Regions from separate parts of the Mus musculus genome. Here regions 2, 3 and 4 are each linked to region 1. The links are chromatin contacts, called in public promoter capture Hi-C maps. All regions are on one chromosome and are shown on one strand. The core of a region is the stretch at or near the end of the contact, and the rest is flanking DNA. Distances in the headings are between cores, read along the strand shown. Region 1 holds the start of 5830454E08Rik (RIKEN cDNA 5830454E08 gene). Region 2 holds the start of Limd1 (LIM domains containing 1). Region 3 holds the start of Azi2 (5-azacytidine induced gene 2). Region 4 holds the start of Zfp445 (zinc finger protein 445).

Region 1 (4,445 bases), core at 1,114-3,613:
TGGAATACCAGGTGGGAATGACCCTGCATGGGGGGAGTCCTGTCATTGTCAACAGCATTTGTGGGCTCTGCGTCTACCCTGTGAAATAGCAGGTGGAAGATTGAGGGCAGGATTCAGGCTATTTCTAGGAAATAGTGCAATGTGGAGTAGTCCTCTTAGCCTTTGAGAAAGGGACGTGAGGCAGAGATGGGTGTGAACCTTTGAGGCAGCCAGGGACAGGAAGGTACAGGGCTCCTGAAGAGAATGGGAAGTGACAACTGGAACTGAGGTAGGTCATGTGATTAAAACAAAAACTGGGCCAGGTGTGGTGGCGGCACGCCTTTAATCCCAGCACTCGAAGCAGAGGCAGGTGGATTTCTGAGTTCACGGCCAGCCTGGTCTACAAAGTGAGTTCCAGGACAGCCAGAGGTACACAGAAACCCTGCCTCGAAAAACCAAAATCAAAAAACCCCAAACTGGTACTTCAGTTTAGCCAGTCCTGATTGGCTTAGTGGGAAGGAAGTTGAAAACACGTGTCTAGGCACTTACTCTGCTATCAGGAAGGTGGTGATCCCATATTTCATAAGCCACCTGTTCATGGGCTCATATTTAGGGATTCTGAGAAAGGGATTAAAGCATACAGACTGGGATAATTCACCCCACAGAATTTAGTAGGAAAAAGAGAGTCTGGCTTCATTAAACAGCACCCTCCCCACACCCCCCAGAGCATTGCCGGCAAGAATTCTACATGGTAGAATTGTAGATAGTCCGAAAGGTGGCCTGTTGAGGCTTGTGGGAAAGTAGACAACACTCAACTGTAATCTTGACATTTCCAGCCTTGCCACCCAGGATTCCTGGTCTGCACACGGGAGTGGGGTAGAATGGGTATTGTTTTGAACTAGCAAGTGATTTGTCAGGAAGCAGCAGTTTTCTTCCCAGGGCTGGGAATTAAAGGACTGCAGGAAGTGGATTTCTGCAACAGAGCCCATATCTAGGTATACTCAGGTTGGCTGCTGGCAGGAGGGCCAAGTCCTTTTGCACTGAAATGCTGGTGGTTAAGAACTTAGCACCTGGAACTGGCTTTACTGGTATAGCCTGAGGTAAGGGGACAGGGGAGGAGGGGACTGAAATCAAGGACAACAGTGCCTGGGAGCCAGCAGTTTCAAAAGCATGGTTACTTCAGTGAGGTATTTGGTGATTGGTTTTCAGGGGTATTTATGAAGGATTTCTTAGCGTTGGGACTGCTGTGGACTTGATAACTTTCAGGAAACAAGGTCTCACTTTGCTTTTCTGGCTTCTGAGCTCCAGGGGCCTGACTGACTTTCTTCTTTCTTTCTTCCTTTCTTTCTTTCTGCCTGTCTGTCTGTCTGTCTGTCTGTCTTTTGTTTTCGAGACAGGGTTTCTCTGTATAGCCCTTGCTGTCCTGGAACTCACTTTGTAGAACAGGCTGGCCTCAACTCAGAAATCTGCCTGCCTCTGCCTCCCAAGTGCTGTGATTAAAGGCGTGCACCACCATTGTCCGCCTCCAGGGGACTTCATGCTTTAGCCTCCAGCATAGGCCATCAACCACCACACACCTTGAACATTGTCTGAGGTAGGGCTTCTGGTTCCTGTCTAGGCCTTTGTAGTGCTAGCATTACAGATAAGTACCATCGTGTCCAGTAAGAAATAAGCTTTTCCTACCTTATCATTTTTACTGCTTTACCATTTTAAAGTTTGGGGTTTTATGCAAATGAGTTTTGCCAGCATATTAGGTCTGTGCCTCATTGTGGTGTCTGAGAATGTTGGGTCCCTTAGAATAGGATTGTGAGCCACCATATGGCTGTTAGAATTGAGTCTTGGCCCTTTGCAAGAGCAACAGGTGTTATTAACTGCTGAGTCTATGAAAATACTTTTCAGGATGATTTGTGTCTTTGTGGGTATATGCTGTGAGTGCAGGGTCAGGCAGTCCAGAAGAGGCCGTTAGATTTCTGGTGCTCAGTTGAGCCACCTGGTGCTGAGAAGTGACCGGCTAAGCTAATTTTCCGGCCGTATCAGCATGAGAAACTGCACACTGATGTCCAATCTTTATTTGTGGGGGTGTGATTTTTTTTTTTTCCCCAATCAATGTTGCTATTTAAAATTGGTACCAGAGAGATCGCTCAAGCGAATTTGTATAATTTCTGCCCGGAGCGGGCAACGCTTACCACCTGCTGCCCAGATGCGCACGCACCCAAACGTCTCAAAGCGCACCTCTCAGATCTTCAGAGCAGATGCGCGGGAGTCTGCGCAAGTGCGCAGGCGCCCTGAGCCACATCAAACCCCTCCTACTCCGCTGGACCGACAAGTGGTGGGGCGGTGTTATCACCGAGATGAGGCCTCCGGAACTCCTAGAGCGGCCGGAGTGCGCTCGCGCTTCCGGGTCGGGGCTTGGCCCTGTAGATAGTTCGGGCGAGTCGGACGTTGACTTACTGCGCCCGGTGCTGGGTCAGAAGTGCAACCTTCCTTCAGCGTTCCCAGCCTGCCACGAGTGGACAATCCGATGTTGCCCCCCCCTCCGTGCCCAGGGACGCATTGGGCCCCAGGAGGCGTCCCCGGGGCGCGGAGCATCATTTCTGTCCCCTCGCCGTCAGACACTCGTGCCTTGTAAGCGCGCAGTCTGCAGAGTGGAGACCTGCGTGGGAGGCAGGAAGACTTTGGATGGGGATGTCCGAGGAGGTTGGGGTGTCACAGTGGGAGATACGGAACCCACGCACCACAGGAGGCTATATTGGGAGTGGTGAGGCTTACGTTGCAGATGCTAGTGGAAGAAAGGAGAACCATGCCAGAACATCCCGTGAGTGTCTGCAAACGAGAGTCACCTGCTGAAGTTAGGAAGTTCATTATTGAGCTGGTTCTGGTGTCCGTTGCTAGTAGGATATGCTGAAGAGGCAGAAGCAGGAATATCAGGAGTTGAGGCCAGCCTGGGTTACACCTTGTGTTGGAGTACCTTCTGCTCTTCCAGAGGAACAAAGTTTGGTTCCCAGAGTCCCTGCGGAGTATTTCACAACCTCCTATCACTCCAGGTTCTTCCAGGGATCTCTGGGAGTACCTGAGTTTGTGTGGCGGACATTGACCACATTCATCCATTAAAACAAACTAAAACGTGTTGAAGAGTTTGCTTCATTCATTGTGGTCGTATTGTCAAGAGACCAGTATTCAGTGTGCGAATTTTCTTTCACTTCCCATACACTTATTTGTGTGTGTATACAGACGTGTGTGCCACAGAGGGTGTGTGGAGGTCACATGACTACCTTCAAGCATCAACTCTTCCACCGTGTGGGTTCAAGAGATGGAACCCAGGTAGTCAGGCTATGCAGCAAGTAACTTTACTCACTGAACCTTCTGGAGGAGGGGAGGGGCTGAGAACGAGGTTTGCTGTGACCTGAGGCTTGTGAGTGCCTTCCACAGACACTTTTGAGAGTTGAGTCTTCTTTTTTGAACTCTTGTCATGCGAACACACACACCATGTTTACACCTGAGGTGGCCTCGTTACCACACGGGTGGAAAAACCTTGGACTTGTTACGCACTTGATTTAAATCAGTTTTTTGGTCACTAAACTCAGAAGATGTTTGCTGTTGCTTTTGTGACTCACATTTAGTTCTGTGACTCCATTGGGGTCAGACCCATAGTTATAAAGATGTTCTTTCTAGGAAGCCAGAACACGCAAACTCTTTGAAGAGAGCTGGCTTTCTCGAGAGACAGGGACATATGGTTTGTAAAGCACTGACTTTTCAGAGCTCAGGTGCTCTACACGGTGTTTGGTGCTGGGAACCTGAAAAGAAGCTAGGGAGGAACAAATGGGGTTGATTCCCTACACTGCAGATGGGTGGAGTCAGGGTGAATGACAGCCAACACATCCCGGTGTTGGTGGAACCGTGGTCATGGCACGTAAACAAATCAAGTTGGTGCTGACTTCCTGCCCGCCTGTTGTCATGGTAACAGAGGGTCATGTGCAGGTTTCTGGGGGGTGGGGAGGTCAGGGTGGATTTACCAACAATCTTCAGCTGTGAACACCAAGCTATAGTAATGACCAGCTTGGCAAAATATTGTCCATGGTGCAACAGTGGGCTGATGTTGCGTGGGGAAACCAACTGCTTTCTGATTGGCTTTGAGGTTCTTCCCACAGAAGGAAACACATGCCTAGTACCACATGACCCACAGGTGGGTGTTTATAGGGCCCAGGGGGTGACCCCAACCAGGGGGTCAAACTGCCCTCTAAATTATTTATCTCTATAGACAGATTAGTGCAACGCTCAGACTGCATCAGAGGTCCTTTCTGCAGGGGACAGTGGTTAATGCTGAAGTTCACAACAGGCCAAACTGCAGGGAATAAGTGTGCTCAGCCACAAATGGTCATCTCAGTCACACTCAAGATTGGGACCATCATGGAGGAGTGTGGAAAGATTGTAAGAACCAGAGATCAGGGAGGAGTCTCTCACCCTGA
Region 2 (4,445 bases), core at 1,319-3,818, 2.9 Mb after region 1:
CCACTGAGACAAATCTCCAGCTCTCAGATCTCTCTTTTTATTTTTTTTTCTTTTTGAGACAGTGTTTCACTAAGTTGTCTATGTTAGCCTTGAACTTACTTTTCAGTCCAGAAAGGCCTCAGACTTATGACTCTCCTCTTAAGTAACTAGGATTACACCACCAGATCTAGAAATATTTTGCCTTTTAAACAACTGATAGGCAATAATGAATACATTTTAAAAAATATCCACTCATCCATTCATCCATTAATTCATCCCTTCATTTAATGTGTGTATGTTGGAGGAGTTGAAGCTACTATATAGTTTCTGGAAATCAAACTCAGGTCAGCAGGCTTGGCAGCAAGTGCCTTTACCCGCTGGACCACCTTACAAGCCCTGAACACATCTTTTGAAATACTAGTCAACACATGTTTTCAAGTTCATGAAACAGACAAAAGTGGCCTATATTAAATAATTTTGGCATTAAATAAATGTGCACAGAATTAGGATTTTTTTTCGGTGTCTTCAGTATTGAACAGCGTCAGTAAAACATTCAAACATTGTGTATGGGTGTTTGGCTCACAAGTTTGTCTATGTCACATGCATTCAGTACCTAGAGAGACCAGAAGAGGGTGTTGTGGCAGTGGCGAGCCACCGTGTGGATGCTGGGAATCAAACCCAGGTCCTCTAAAATAACAGCTAGTACTCTTAAGTACTGACCCATCTCTCCAGCCCATGTCCAGCACTTCTAAGGATCACTTGCATAATGGTATATTGGATGCCATCTTTATAAGCTGCTGTTATTATTACTGTAGTTGTTGGGGGATGGAACCCAGGCCCTCATGTATGCCCAGCGAGTGTTCTATCACTGGGTTGTAGCTCTGGGTATAGGAGATTCTTTTAAAATAAAAATATTTAATCCTGGGCTGGAGAGATGGCTCAGCAGTAAAGAGCACACACTGTCCTTGCAAAGGATTGGAGTTCAGTTCCCAGTACTTACACAGGGCGCCACACAGCCACCTACGACTTCAGCTCTGGGGTTTCTGATTCTCTCTCTGGCTTAGAAGAACATCTGTCCTCTCTCCTCCCCCACCTCTCTCTTCCCCTTTCACCTACACACACACACACACACACACACACCATATATACACATAATTTGAAACTAAAATAACTTTAAAACCTAGTTTTAGTATAATGCTTTATAGCAGTACTCACTCTTCAAATTTTATTGTGCAAATCGTCTTCCCATCCCACAGATGCCGTAAAACACAAATCTGGGGTTAGTAGTTTGGGGCTGGAGCCTGGAACTCTTCATTTTCAACAAATATCCTGAACCTTCAGAGTCTACAGGACAGTGAACCATTTTTGTGTTTATAGAATATAAGAATATAAGCACTTCCATATATATTATCTTGTTTGTTCCTCGTCACAGTTTAGAGAGATTTGCCAAGACACATATGTTCAACCAAACCCTGCGCATATACAGGTGTAATGAAGTGGATAACTGATTAGCTGTCAACCAAAAAGGGGCATGCAGACAAATAAACAGCTGGAGCTGACCCTCCATACCTAGAGCTCCACATCTGAACAAGGGCAAGATACTCAGGAAAAGAAAAGGTGTTTATGTTAAACACATACAGATTTCATTTTCTTGTCATGATTCCTGAAAGACAACAAAACAAAACCAAACAAAACTGCTGAGAACTATTTGCATAACATTTACATCTATTAGGTAGTATGAGCAGAGACCTGGAAACATTTAAACTAGATGGGAGAAAGCCTGCAGGTCAGTGACTTCAGTATCCCTGGATTTAAATAGTGTTCAAACCAAGCAGGAAACAAAGGGGTTGTGGGTGGGGGTAACTTTACGGGGAGGTGATTTTAGCTGGGAAGGAAAGAAGAGACACCAGAAGCTGATCAGCAGGCTCTCGGCAGGCACTAGGAAGTTCCATCCACCGGGAGTTCAGGCAGGGAAGGTCCCAAATCAGAGGGAGGGTAGGCGGGGCAGTCAGGCCTGTTTGTAGAAGTGAAGGCGGGATTTCAAAATAAGTCCGGAGTAAGCCTTGAGGGTTCAAGTTCAAGAGTGACAGGCCTGGGATTGGTTTTAGATCACGCTGGCGGCTGTGTGGGAAACGTAAACTATCCCCAGTCACCTCATAGGAGCTATGTGTGTTATCTAGAGCCATGGCAACCTGGAGTGGTGAGAACTGCTTGGGGTTCAAGAAACCCAGTAAGGACGACAAGCCTCTCTGGGCACACTTAGGACGTCCAACACAGATGCTCTCATTCGAGGGGACCCGAGGGAAGCCTGGCGCACCCTTGACTCTCCAGCAGCGGCGGGAAACTGAACAGTCCGCGGCAAAAGTACTGCGGGAATTGCAACTCTCTCCCGGTGCCCAGAGAGGGACGCCAAAACTCGGCGTGCGCATCACTGGCCTGCAGGGGGCGCCCCGCCCCGCCCCGCTCCCGCCCCGCCCTCCGAGCCTCCGCCCCGCCCCGCCCCGCCCCGCCCCGCCCTCCGAGCCTCCGCCCCGCCCCGCCCCGCCCCGCCCTCCGAGCCTCCGCCCGCGCCCCTGCGCGGCCCGGGGCGGGCGCAGCCGGCCAGCGAGCTCCCGGGACTGACGACCCGCGCGCTCACTTCCGCGTCCCGCCGCCGGCCGCCGCCATCGGACAATGGGCCGCGCGCCGCGGCTGCAGTGAGCTCTGCTGGATCCGGCCACCGGCCCCAGGCCAGGGGCTGCCCGGTGTGTTTGCAAGTTCGATTGTTCGACGTGGATGTGAGTTTACTTTTTTTCTGTGGACGTTCTCTGTCTTCTTTCGCCTGTTTTGGGTTTTGTGACTTGGAGAAGAGAACTTTTCTAAGCAGGCCGGGCACGGCTGAAGGCTGCTCTGCCCCCACGTGGACGCTCCCCGGGGGAAAAGAAGTCTGAAAGTAAACTTAGCCCCGCTGGCCTGAAGGCCTCAACTCTGGCTGGACTGTGAGTTTTGGAGTCATGACCTTCTTGCTGGGCAGGTGGGAATCTTTATCTGCCTTAGGCTGGACCTGAAACCTCGGCCAGCACCCAAATCTCCCCCACCACATTCACACCTTGAACCAGGGCTAGGCCCCGGACACTGATCTACAACATGGATAAATACGATGATCTGGGCCTTGAGGCCAGTAAGTTCATCGAGGACCTGAACATGTATGAGGCCTCCAAGGATGGGCTCTTCCGGGTGGACAAGGGTGCTGGCAACAACCCAGAATTTGAGGAAACTCGAAGGGTGTTCGCGACCAAGATGGCCAAAATCCACCTCCAGCAGCAGCAACAGCAGCAGCTCCTACAGGAGGAGGCCCTACCTAGGGCAGGCAGAAGCCCGGTCAACGGTGGGAACCGTCAGGGTGCGAGCGGCAAGCTGGCTGCAGATGGGGCCGCTAAGCCTCCTCTGGCTGTGCCAACAGTGGCACCTGGATTAGCTACTACCACTGCGGCCGCGCAGCCCTCGTACCCATCTCAGGAGCAGAGGATCAGGCCATCTGCCCATGGTGCAAGGCCTGGCAGTCAGAACTGTGGTTCCAGGGAGGGGCCTGTGAGTTCCCAGAGACCTGCTTTACACGGCCTGAGTCCCTCCTGTGAAGACCCTTCCTGCCTCACTCACGGAGACTATTATGACAATTTCTCTTTGGCAAGCCCACAGTGGGGTGATAAACCTGAAGGGTGCCCCAGCGTGAGTCTGGGTGTAGGAAGTGGATGGCCTGGTTGCCCAGGGAATGACTCCACATTGCCCAAATCCTGTGGAGACCATCACCCTTACCAGCCACAGCTCTCCACAGTGTGCTCTGGCAGGTCTTTTGAAAGTGGCATCAGTGGCCAGGACGGTGGCATTGGTGGCCATAGCAGCGAGAAGCCAACAGGCCTTTGGTCCACTGCCTCCTCTCAGCGAGTGAACCTCGGTTTTTCTTCCATGGGCTTGGAGAATGGGACCTCCGCTCAACCCAAGGGCACAACTGTTTCAGCACCGATGGTCCCTAGCAGCGCCAGCCAAGGAGCTTGTCCGAAAAGAGATTCAGGTCTGGGATATGAGGCTTCAGGCAGGGTCTTCAAACCCCTTGTGGACACTCAGCCTTGGCTGCAGGATGGGCCCAAGTCTTACCTCTCAGTTTCTGCTCCATTATCCTCGACAGCTGGCAAGGACAGTACCCAGCCAGGTATGACCACCGGGCTGGATCCTAAGTTTGGATGCGTGGAGTCTGGCACTAGTCCCAAGCCCAGCCCCACCAGTAACGTCCATCCGGTAATGTCCACTCCATCTGAGTTATCTTGTAAAGAGAGTTCTCCCAGCTGGTCCACTGACAGTAGTCTGGAACCTGTGCTCCCAGGGAGTCCCACCCCCTCCAGGGTGAGATTGCCCTGCCAGACCCTCGCACCGGGCCCTGAGCTTGGACCCTCCACTGCGGAATTGAAGTTGGAAGCCCTCACCCAGCG
Region 3 (4,445 bases), core at 586-3,085, 2.5 Mb before region 1:
TGCCTCTAAAACAACGCTAATTAAATGCCATTGAAGATGGTATTAACATGAAAAAACTCTGCTATTACAACTCAGCAATTCTGACACTTTAATTATGTTAAGGATACAGTACTTACAACATAGAATAAACTACAGAAAAATGATTTATAGAGTGGTATGGTGAAATTTCAGTATACAATTTAAATCTACAAACTCACTTAAAACTTTATTCCTCTAAAAATATGTTGTTATTGTTTCACTACAGTATTCTTCAGATACCACACTTTAAAAAAATAAAGTTGGGCTAGAGAGAGGCTCAGTGGTTAAGGGCACTGCCTGCTCTTCTAAAGGACCTAGGTTCAATTCTCACCACCTACATGGAGGCTCAAAACTTCTGTCAACTCTTGATCCAGGGAATACAACTCTTCTGGCTGTCATGGGCACTGCATGCACATGCACATGCACACACACACACACACACACACACACATGCCAGCAAAGCATAACACACATTAAAAACAATGAAAAACAAAAAGGTTTTCATTGCTCAAACAAGGTATTATCAAAATAATACCTGTACTAACCCTAAAAATAAATATTTGCCCCTAAGAGAGCTGAGCCATAGTCGTAACTTATATCAAGGTCCATATTTTTTGATTGTTCAAAACCAAATATACTCCAGTGAAAAAATTATCTACCCATAGGCAAAAACTATATACTCAAAAACCTTCCACAGAACACTGACAGAATTTAAGTTTTCAGTTGACAAAATAATATAGTGCCAAGAAACATGAGCGTTCTTAGTTGTCAATAAATAAATATTAACTATAACTATGACTCTCACATTACTTAACCAGAAATAATCTAGAACTTGTGCTCCTTTTTCTGTCTGTGACCCCCTAAGATTGCAATTAATTTGTCTATGCCTCACCATACAGTTCAATGTTCTAGCATGCACAAGGCTTCGGGTTCAACCTCCAGCACCGCATTGCTTGGTAATGTATAAACCCAAAACCTTGGAGTCAGAAGCAGGAGGTCAGAGAAAAAAAAATTCAAGACTTTGAGGGTAGCCTGGGCTACTTGAGGCCCTGCCGCAAATTTAAAATTAAAAAACAAACGTACAAAAATATGAAGATTTAACAAACTACAGACAGAGAGAATTATAGATGACTAAAATTCTTCACCCGGTGGTGGAAACAAGTGTGTTTGTGGCCATTCTGGGATGCATAAGACTCTGCCTCAAAAAACAAACAAACAAACAAACAAACAAACCCGGAGGATTATCACCTAGAAATAACCGAGAGAGGAGACAACTCTAAGAGCCAGAACAAGTCAAGAGTTGGCCATGGGCTCCTTTTCTCCTGCTACACAGAAGAGCATCCCGGAACCCCCATGAAGTCAGTGAGCGACCTTGCTTCAAAAGATACCCAAGGAGACCGCCACGCGACCCGAAACACGGGGCCTGCGTGGATTCCAGGGGCCCCAGACACGCATCAGCTCTCGGGTTAGCACCACGGTGACAGGCGCCTCTGAGCTGAGCAGCACGGACCCACCTCACGGAATCCCAGTTGCCGCTGAGTGGAAAGGACGCGCTAGAGGGCGCCCTGAACGCGCGCCTCAGCCCAACAGCAGCCAGCCTGCGACGCTGTCTCAGCTCCACTCCGCCTCCCCGCGGCTGGGCGCGACACCTCACCCGCCGCGGGGACCACTGGGACTGGTAGTACGTACGCCCCGCCGCGGAGGCTCACGGGACTCGTAGTGCGCCTCTGCCCTACCGCAGAGGCTCATGGGACCTGTAGTACGCCCCGCCCCGCTAGAGCGCCACTTAGCGGCACCCTATATAGTCTTCAGGTCCGGCTTCCGGTTTCGTCGCGCTGCGCTGGCACCCAGCCTGTGCGCAGCGGCGACACCTTTGTGGGCGGCGGGGCGTTCGTAGACCCTTCTAGAACCCTCTAGGCCTCGCCGCCCCTGAGCGGGGCAGCGGGCGCCGGCGACCCCGGAGTTGACGCGCGTGCTGCTGGGTAACGGGCCTGTTCCGGCGGCCCCGGGCCGCCCCTGCTCGGTTCCTCTGTGACCTCCAGGGCCCCTGACTGCGGGAGCCGCGGCGGAAGACATGGGACTCCCTCGGTGCACCTGTGACGGCCACCTTGACGGGGGAAGCGGTGGCGTCTTCGAGGAAACCGGAAGCCCGTGGTGACCCCTGGCGACCCGGTTTGTTTTCAGCCGGCTTCCAAACACTGGGGAAGCGAAACCCGGTGGCCTTGGGGACCGCCCTACGTAGCCAGGGTTCAGGGTGAGTGGATCGCTCGCGCTCGCCCGGACGGTGGAGACAGCCAGGAGGGGCCTGGTGGCTGTCGCCTGGCCAGACGCACTTCGCTTTCTGTCCCCGGCGCCCTTCTGCTGTTCAGAGCGGCCCAGTCTAGCATCCCTGGTCCCTGCCATCCCACAGCCCCGCTTCCACGGGCTTTTTTTTTTTTTTTTTTTTTTTTTTTTTGCCTTCCCGCTCGGGGATTGCTCAAGTTCGGTCCGTGCTCTTGACTCGCTGGGAACGCTTTCAGTTTTATTTCCTGCACTGGGGTGGCATTTATATCGGAGAGGGAAAGAGGGACGTGGGTAGTGCCGGTGGCGTCTGGGAGTGACCATCAGTCTAACTTGCATGTTTCAGTCCCGTTTTCCGGCTGGGTTGCAAGGCAGGCTAACAGTGGTCCTCCTCGCAAGGAACTCGGAATACTCAGAAAGAGAGATAAAATACCCATGGAAGCTACTAGAAATCAGAAATACCATGTGATGATCAAAAACATTGACATACTGAGACTGAAATTGACCTCTAATCCTTAAGTACAGAAGAGCCACCCCACCCCCGTTTGAATTTTAAGTTGGATTGAACAAAATCTTAAAACAGTTTCATTTCTAGTTCTCAAAAAATGTTCTCCTTACCCTGTCTGTAGTGATCACTCCATCGTCTTAAATGGAAAACAATTGGAATTATTCGCTGAATGGCTACAGAGTGTTGAATGCTCTAGGTTTGTAAATGGACGTTTTCATGTAAATGCGAGAGATTCATTGATGTCTAAAAGGCAGCTTGCTGTCGTGGGAATGCCAGTGGATTAGATGGATAGCCCAGATGTGTAAGCATCGAGTTTTCCACTTCCTCTCTTGAGGAGAAGGCTGCTTACTCTGACTTTCTCCTTCCCCCTTTTCTGAAGTCCAGGGCTTGCTTACCCTCCAAGGCACCCAGTTATAATTTCTAAGAGCTAGGCTGGCTCTGAAGTTGACAACTTAATTTGTATGTTTAATTACTTCATCTGTAAATTGAAGAGTGCTTACCCATCTTAGTGCTTTTTTACATTGATTTAATGAATTCTTAAGAACAAGTCAGGGGGTGGTAGCACATGCTTTTTTAATAATCCCAGCACTGGGGAGTCTTGAGTTGCAGTCTAGCCAGTGCTACAAAGTGAGACATCTTCAAGAAAAAAAAAAGGGGGGGGGGGGGGAGCACAGTTTCTAGCATATAAGTGCCTCTAGCAGAAGTGCTTCGGTAATGGTACCAGAGCATGCCATGCTTACTGAGGGAAATAATATGATTTTTAAAAAAAGCTGAATAGGATGAATATAACTTTAATGCCACATTCTGAATTGAAGTTGTTTTATTGTCAGGAAATAATTATTAACAGCATTTATGTAGGTGTTTAGTTGCATTGAAATACATTATTTTAGATAAGGAGTGGAAAGAAGGCTGCCCTTGGATTGCTTGGCCGTAAAAACTAATCTCTGGGCTTACTGCATTCAGTGAGTCAGGATCATAAAAATGAAAGCTGCCATTTTTCATATTATATATCTGATATTGTTTTTGGACACTTAATAAACTGCAAAGCATTAAGCTACTAAGGCACATATGTTTAAGTGCTGGCGTCATTAAAAAGGGGCACTTCAGAATCCCTCTTAGAGAAGCAAAAGCCATTCCTGCCCCTAATTATTTAAAGTGACAAAAGAAAAGGAATATCTTGTAATTTATTCGTTCTCCGTAAGATTTGTTCTTTTTTTCTCCACTGTTTCTTAACTGACCCGTATGAAGTAGGTTCTTGGATATCCTGGCTTTTCAGAGATAGAAAGCCAGTGGAAATTGTAAACAAGACTCACTTCAGGGAGTGCCCAGGTGTGATTACAGACAAACGCATTCACTTTTCTAAGCCTCCGTTTCCTCACCTGTGCTGTTGATGGTGACTTTCTTGCCAAGTTTGGTGTCAAGATAAGGAATTTAACTTACCAGTTTCTGGCACAACTTGAGTTTCCTTTTATCTCTTCGGGTTCCTGTTCTGCATTTGGATTAAAAATTTGCCTACACGGTTCAAGGAGATGATGTCTTAATGATACAATCCAACTCTGTCATACATAGGTATAAAAATTAAGATCCTAAGAGCTGAAGTGAAGTAGTGTATAATCAGGGTGACAAATCATAGACTAGA
Region 4 (4,445 bases), core at 551-3,050, 2.3 Mb after region 1:
ACAGACAAGATGCTAATCAGGAAGGGAATGTTGAGAAGAAACAGAATACTTGAATGCAGAATTCAAAATTCTTTCCCCCTCAAACAGTACAAATTACAAAATTAAACACATATTTTAAAGTGGTGAAATGTCACAAGTGCCAGTAACAAGAACACATCAACCTTATCTAAGCACAGGAAAACATCAGATATAAGAACATTCTAATATTTCAAGTAACAAAATACTTCAAAAAAGATTTTAGGGACTGGAGAGGTGGGCTGTTGATTTAAGAGCACTGACCACTGCTTCCCCAGGAGCCTAGCTGACCATAGTTCAATTCCCCGTGCCCACCTGCAAGCTTACAACAGTCCTGTAAGTCTAGTCTTAAGAGATCTGACAGTCTCTTCAGACTTCCATAGGCACCAGGTACACACATGGCATATAGGCACATACAGTGAAACATTTACATAACAAAATCATTTATTTGTTTTATTTTATTTTTGTCAAGGTCTTAAGTATGGCTATGCTTGGTAATGAACAGTACTACCCAGGAAAGTTAGGCAGGAACAGCCTATAGGATGGACCACTGAGTAAAGTTATCTAGTGTCAAGACTGTGTAGTTCAGTTGAACCTGAGTTCAATCGCAAGAGCCAACACAGCAGCAGGAAAGACACCCACAAGTTGTCTTCTAATCCCCACAGGTACACTGCCACACATATACATGCACTCAAACAAAAATAAGATGTAGGGCCAAGTGTGGCAGCACACACCTTTAACCCCAGCACTGAGGAAGTAGAAATAGGTGGATTTCTATGAGTTCTATGCCAGTCTGCCCACATGTTTGATGTATGAGTTCCAGGCTAATATAAGAGGGGGAGGTTAGGGAAGCCCAAACCAACAATTGCATTGTACCGGGGCAGAACCGGTGACAGAAGTTTCAAAGTTTCTATAACATAGGTTTCCAAAGCTTAGATAATTAGAACAATGGACTTTCTGAAGCTGTATTAAGAATGAAGCACTGCTGGGCTGGAGAGCCAGAAAATGAAGCTCACGAAATGAAGTCACCTAAAGCTAAATGGGTTCCCCCATCAGTTCACTTTCTTGCTTTATTTATTTATTTATTTAAATCATTTTACTCTCAAGCAACTCGGACATTACAAAATACTCCTTGAACACTAGAAGACACACACACACACACAAATATATAATATATATATAAATAAGGTTGGGACTGTGAGCACGTTTCAGCTTTCAAGTGCGTTATCAAAGCTGAATTTCAAACGTGCCCTCTCAGCTTAGAAAACATTTCTACCTTTATTACTTTTAAAATTTGAGAGAAGGGCTCATTAAATTGCCCAAGCTCCCGGTCTTTCTGCCTCCGCTTCCTCAGTAGCGGGGATTACAGGCCGGAGCTATCACACCAAGCTGTTCGAAGCTTTTTTTAAAATCTCAAACATTTTACATCACAACCGCAGGGCTTTTTTTTTTTTTTTAATTTTTATGTTTTTAAGGCAATAGCATAACCGACCCACACAGTCAAACATGGACCTACGTGTGGAGTTTGTCAAGAATACCGAGAGTCATAATGGCGGACACCGGACTGCTGGACAACACCGCTCCGATCGTCCCGCTCCCCGCAGAACCGCCCTGGGCCGTGACGCCGCCCGGGCCAGGTCACCGCAACTGTGCCCCGCCGCCCGCTCCTGCACCCGACCTCCCAGCCGCTCACCGACTCACGCCGGAGCACTCAGCATTCTTCCTAATGGCTGTTCGCTCCCAGGGCCCACTTCCTCCGCGGGCCTCTCTGCGAGAGCGGAAGTACGCTTCTGAGGTCTATCTAGGAAGCCCGGAGGAATGCCATCTCAGCTGCTCTCCGCCCAAATGCCTCCCTGGCGCCTTTGATGTCTAGGCACTGGCTTGGCAGTAAGGCTGAAGGTCTAACTTCCATGTCCTGTCCGCTGTGTCTGGAGATAATGTAAAACCCTAATCCTCCGTCAGAGGTTCACATTTGGACCCTACCTGGGACTTCCTAGAGGGTCATTCTGAGAATTATTTTACTCAAGAAAGTTCCTGTGGGTGGAGAATGAAACTTGGCATAGCCTTCACCCTCGGCAGAAGTGAGAGGCTGTAAGGAAGGCGTGTGACTGGAAAAAAATCCTTAGGGTCCCTCAGTAAGAAGAGCATTATCTAGATGAGTGGTATGGAAGGGACACTGTTGAGAAGCAGCCTCTTATCTCCCTGTGTATTGAGTAAAGGTTAAACGATCTGAGACTGGTGCAGGAACTACACCAGGGCACTAACAGGCCCAAATGGCAAACATGGCACTAGCAGGTCTTGCTCTCCCCCTTCACTCTTCCTACCTAAACTGTAAGACCATGACCTTCGGTCAGTGGTACTTACTTTGTGACATTCTCTAGTGAGACACCAAAATACAGATTGATGCAAAAGCAAGAGGTTTACTTTCCGGCACGAAGGATCGACCTTCAATTAGTCCCTCAAGTCAAGCGACTAGAAGGCGAACCCGAATGGCTATTACAAGCAGTTTTTATACATTCAGGTAATTCCTCCCGCTGTGTCTCTAGGGTAGGGATATCCCAGGAATCAAAGACAAGGTCCAACCACCAGGTATAAGGCAGGTGTTCCTCTGTAGTGGACCAAGCCACATCCCCAGTGGCTGGAAGTACTTGCCAAGTCACTTTGGTAGGGTTGGGTGGGGTGCTGAGGCTCAGCACGAGAAGAAAGATACACCACAGCCATCTCATGGTTTCTTTGGCCTTGCGGGTGATCTCCAACTTGGTAATTGTGTGGAATCTCTGAGGTACCTCCGTTAATCAGGGCACTAAGTTTAGTGTCACAGTTCCTGGTGGCTGATCGGGAAAGCTTGCAATCGAGCCATAAGATCTGTGTCAGCTTGAAAAGTCACTCTGGGGTTGGGGGAGCATTAAGAGCCAGGGTCAAGGGAGTGGAGGTCCCATACAGGATCTCAAAGGGAGTTAGATAGAAATGATAGGGAGTATTTCTGGCCCTAAACAATGCCATGGGAAGGAGCAACACCCCGTCTGTACCAGTCTCTACCAACAGTTTGGTTAAGGTCTCCTTCAGGGTCTGATTCATCCTTTCTACCTGCCCTGACCTTTGGGGACAGTATGCACAATGGAATTTCCGATCTGTGCCCAGTAATTTACCTACTCCCTGGCTTACCTGAGAAATGAAGGCTGGCCCATTATCTGAGCCAATGGTTTTAGGCATACCAAATCAAGGAAGTATCTCTTCTAGTATCTTCTTCATGACCATCTGTGCGGTTTCTCTCTTGGTGTGGTAGGCTTCTACCCATCCAGAAAAAGTATCTACAAAGACTAGGAAGTACTTATACCCATATTTTCCTAGTCTGACTTCAATAAAATCAACTTCCCAAAATACTCCAGGATGATTATCCCGTAGCCTTTTCCTGATGGTGCCTTAGTGGGTGGATGAAGACACAGAACTCTAAGCTCCTCCTGCACCATGCCTGTCTGGATGCTGCCATGCTCCTACCTTGATAGTAATGGACTAAACCTCTGAACCTATAAGCCAGCCCCAATTAAATGTTGTTTTTTTATAAGACTTGCCGTGGTCATGGTGTCTGTTCACAGCAGTAAAACCCTAACTAAGACAGAAATTGGTACCAGCATAGTGGGGTATTCCTGTGACAACCTGACCATGTTTTGGGGAGGACTGTGGAAGGACTTTGGAACTTTGGGCCAGAAGAAGATCCATTCGATGTTAAGAGCTCTGTGAGATGTTGTGTAGGAGCTTGAAAGATATTGTTGAGAACAGTGCAGAAAATGGAGGCCTGGCTTGTGAAATTTCTGAGGGAAAATTAAAGACTCTTTTCAGGGCCATTGCTATTTTGGATTGTGAAGATTCTGTGGTTCTGGTTAGCTGGGGCTGAAGAATCAGCTGTGATTAACAAGATACCAGAACTACTAAAGTGAAAACTTTGCATCACTGGGTCTATTAATGCTGGTTAGCTGGAGCTAAGAAATTAGCTGTGATTAAGAAAAGACCAGCATCATTGAGGTAACATCTTCTGGGAAGTGTTTTCTGAGAGCACAGAGGCTGTGTTCCAGAGATAGCCAAGGTTGTACCTTGTGCTGTGGCTGGACTTAGTAATGTGTAAGAGTTATCCATGGTTTTGAAGGCATGAAGGGGTCACACAGAGCAGCTGAAGCTCAGCACTGTGAGAGGCCATGGAAGGCCATTGGTGAAGGTGCAGCCTCATTTGCAGTTGATGGCCCAGGACTAAAGGGGTCATGCATTGTTTTGGAGATGCCAGTACCATGAGATGACCACCAAGAACAGCAGCAGCAGTGAGTACAGGCATCTGGAGCCTAGGGGACAAGCTGTGTACTACAAGGGATAGGGCTGGAGAAGTGACCCAAGCCCTTGGAGGAGCCCAGAAGATCCTGAGTTGGATCCCAGACATT

The links. Promoter capture Hi-C pulls out the DNA fragments that hold promoters and counts their contacts.
Region 2: a promoter capture Hi-C map of pre-B cells shows a contact between it and region 1, with 2.5 times the contacts expected there. The contact joins the promoter of Limd1 here to the promoter of 5830454E08Rik in region 1. A contact is called at or near these places in 2 of 39 promoter capture datasets (liver and pre-B cells).
Region 3: a promoter capture Hi-C map of pre-B cells shows a contact between it and region 1, with 3 times the contacts expected there. The contact joins the promoter of Azi2 here to the promoter of 5830454E08Rik in region 1. A contact is called at or near these places in 2 of 39 promoter capture datasets (liver and pre-B cells).
Region 4: a contact with region 1 is called in a promoter capture Hi-C map of pre-B cells, with 8 times the contacts expected there. The contact joins the promoter of Zfp445 here to the promoter of 5830454E08Rik in region 1.

The regions. Positions count from the first base shown.
Region 1 is chr9:120,574,968-120,579,412 of GRCm38.p6, forward strand. 5830454E08Rik (RIKEN cDNA 5830454E08 gene) reads left to right here and starts at 2,364. Exons shown (of 1, transcript NR_073359.1): 1 at 2,364-3,106.
Region 2 is chr9:123,476,133-123,480,577 of GRCm38.p6, forward strand. It overlaps Limd1 (LIM domains containing 1), which reads left to right and starts at 2,569. Exons shown (of 8, transcript NM_013860.2): 1 at 2,569-4,445. The coding sequence starts at 3,106.
Region 3 is chr9:118,038,687-118,043,131 of GRCm38.p6, forward strand. It overlaps Azi2 (5-azacytidine induced gene 2), which reads left to right and starts at 1,836. Exons shown (of 8, transcript NM_013727.4): 1 at 1,836-2,272. It overlaps Zcwpw2 (zinc finger, CW type with PWWP domain 2), which reads right to left and starts at 2,173. Exons shown (of 9, transcript NM_001378466.1): 1 at 1,533-2,173.
Region 4 is chr9:122,864,206-122,868,650 of GRCm38.p6, forward strand. Zfp445 (zinc finger protein 445) reads right to left here and starts at 1,801. Exons shown (of 7, transcript NM_001359935.1): 1 at 1,709-1,801.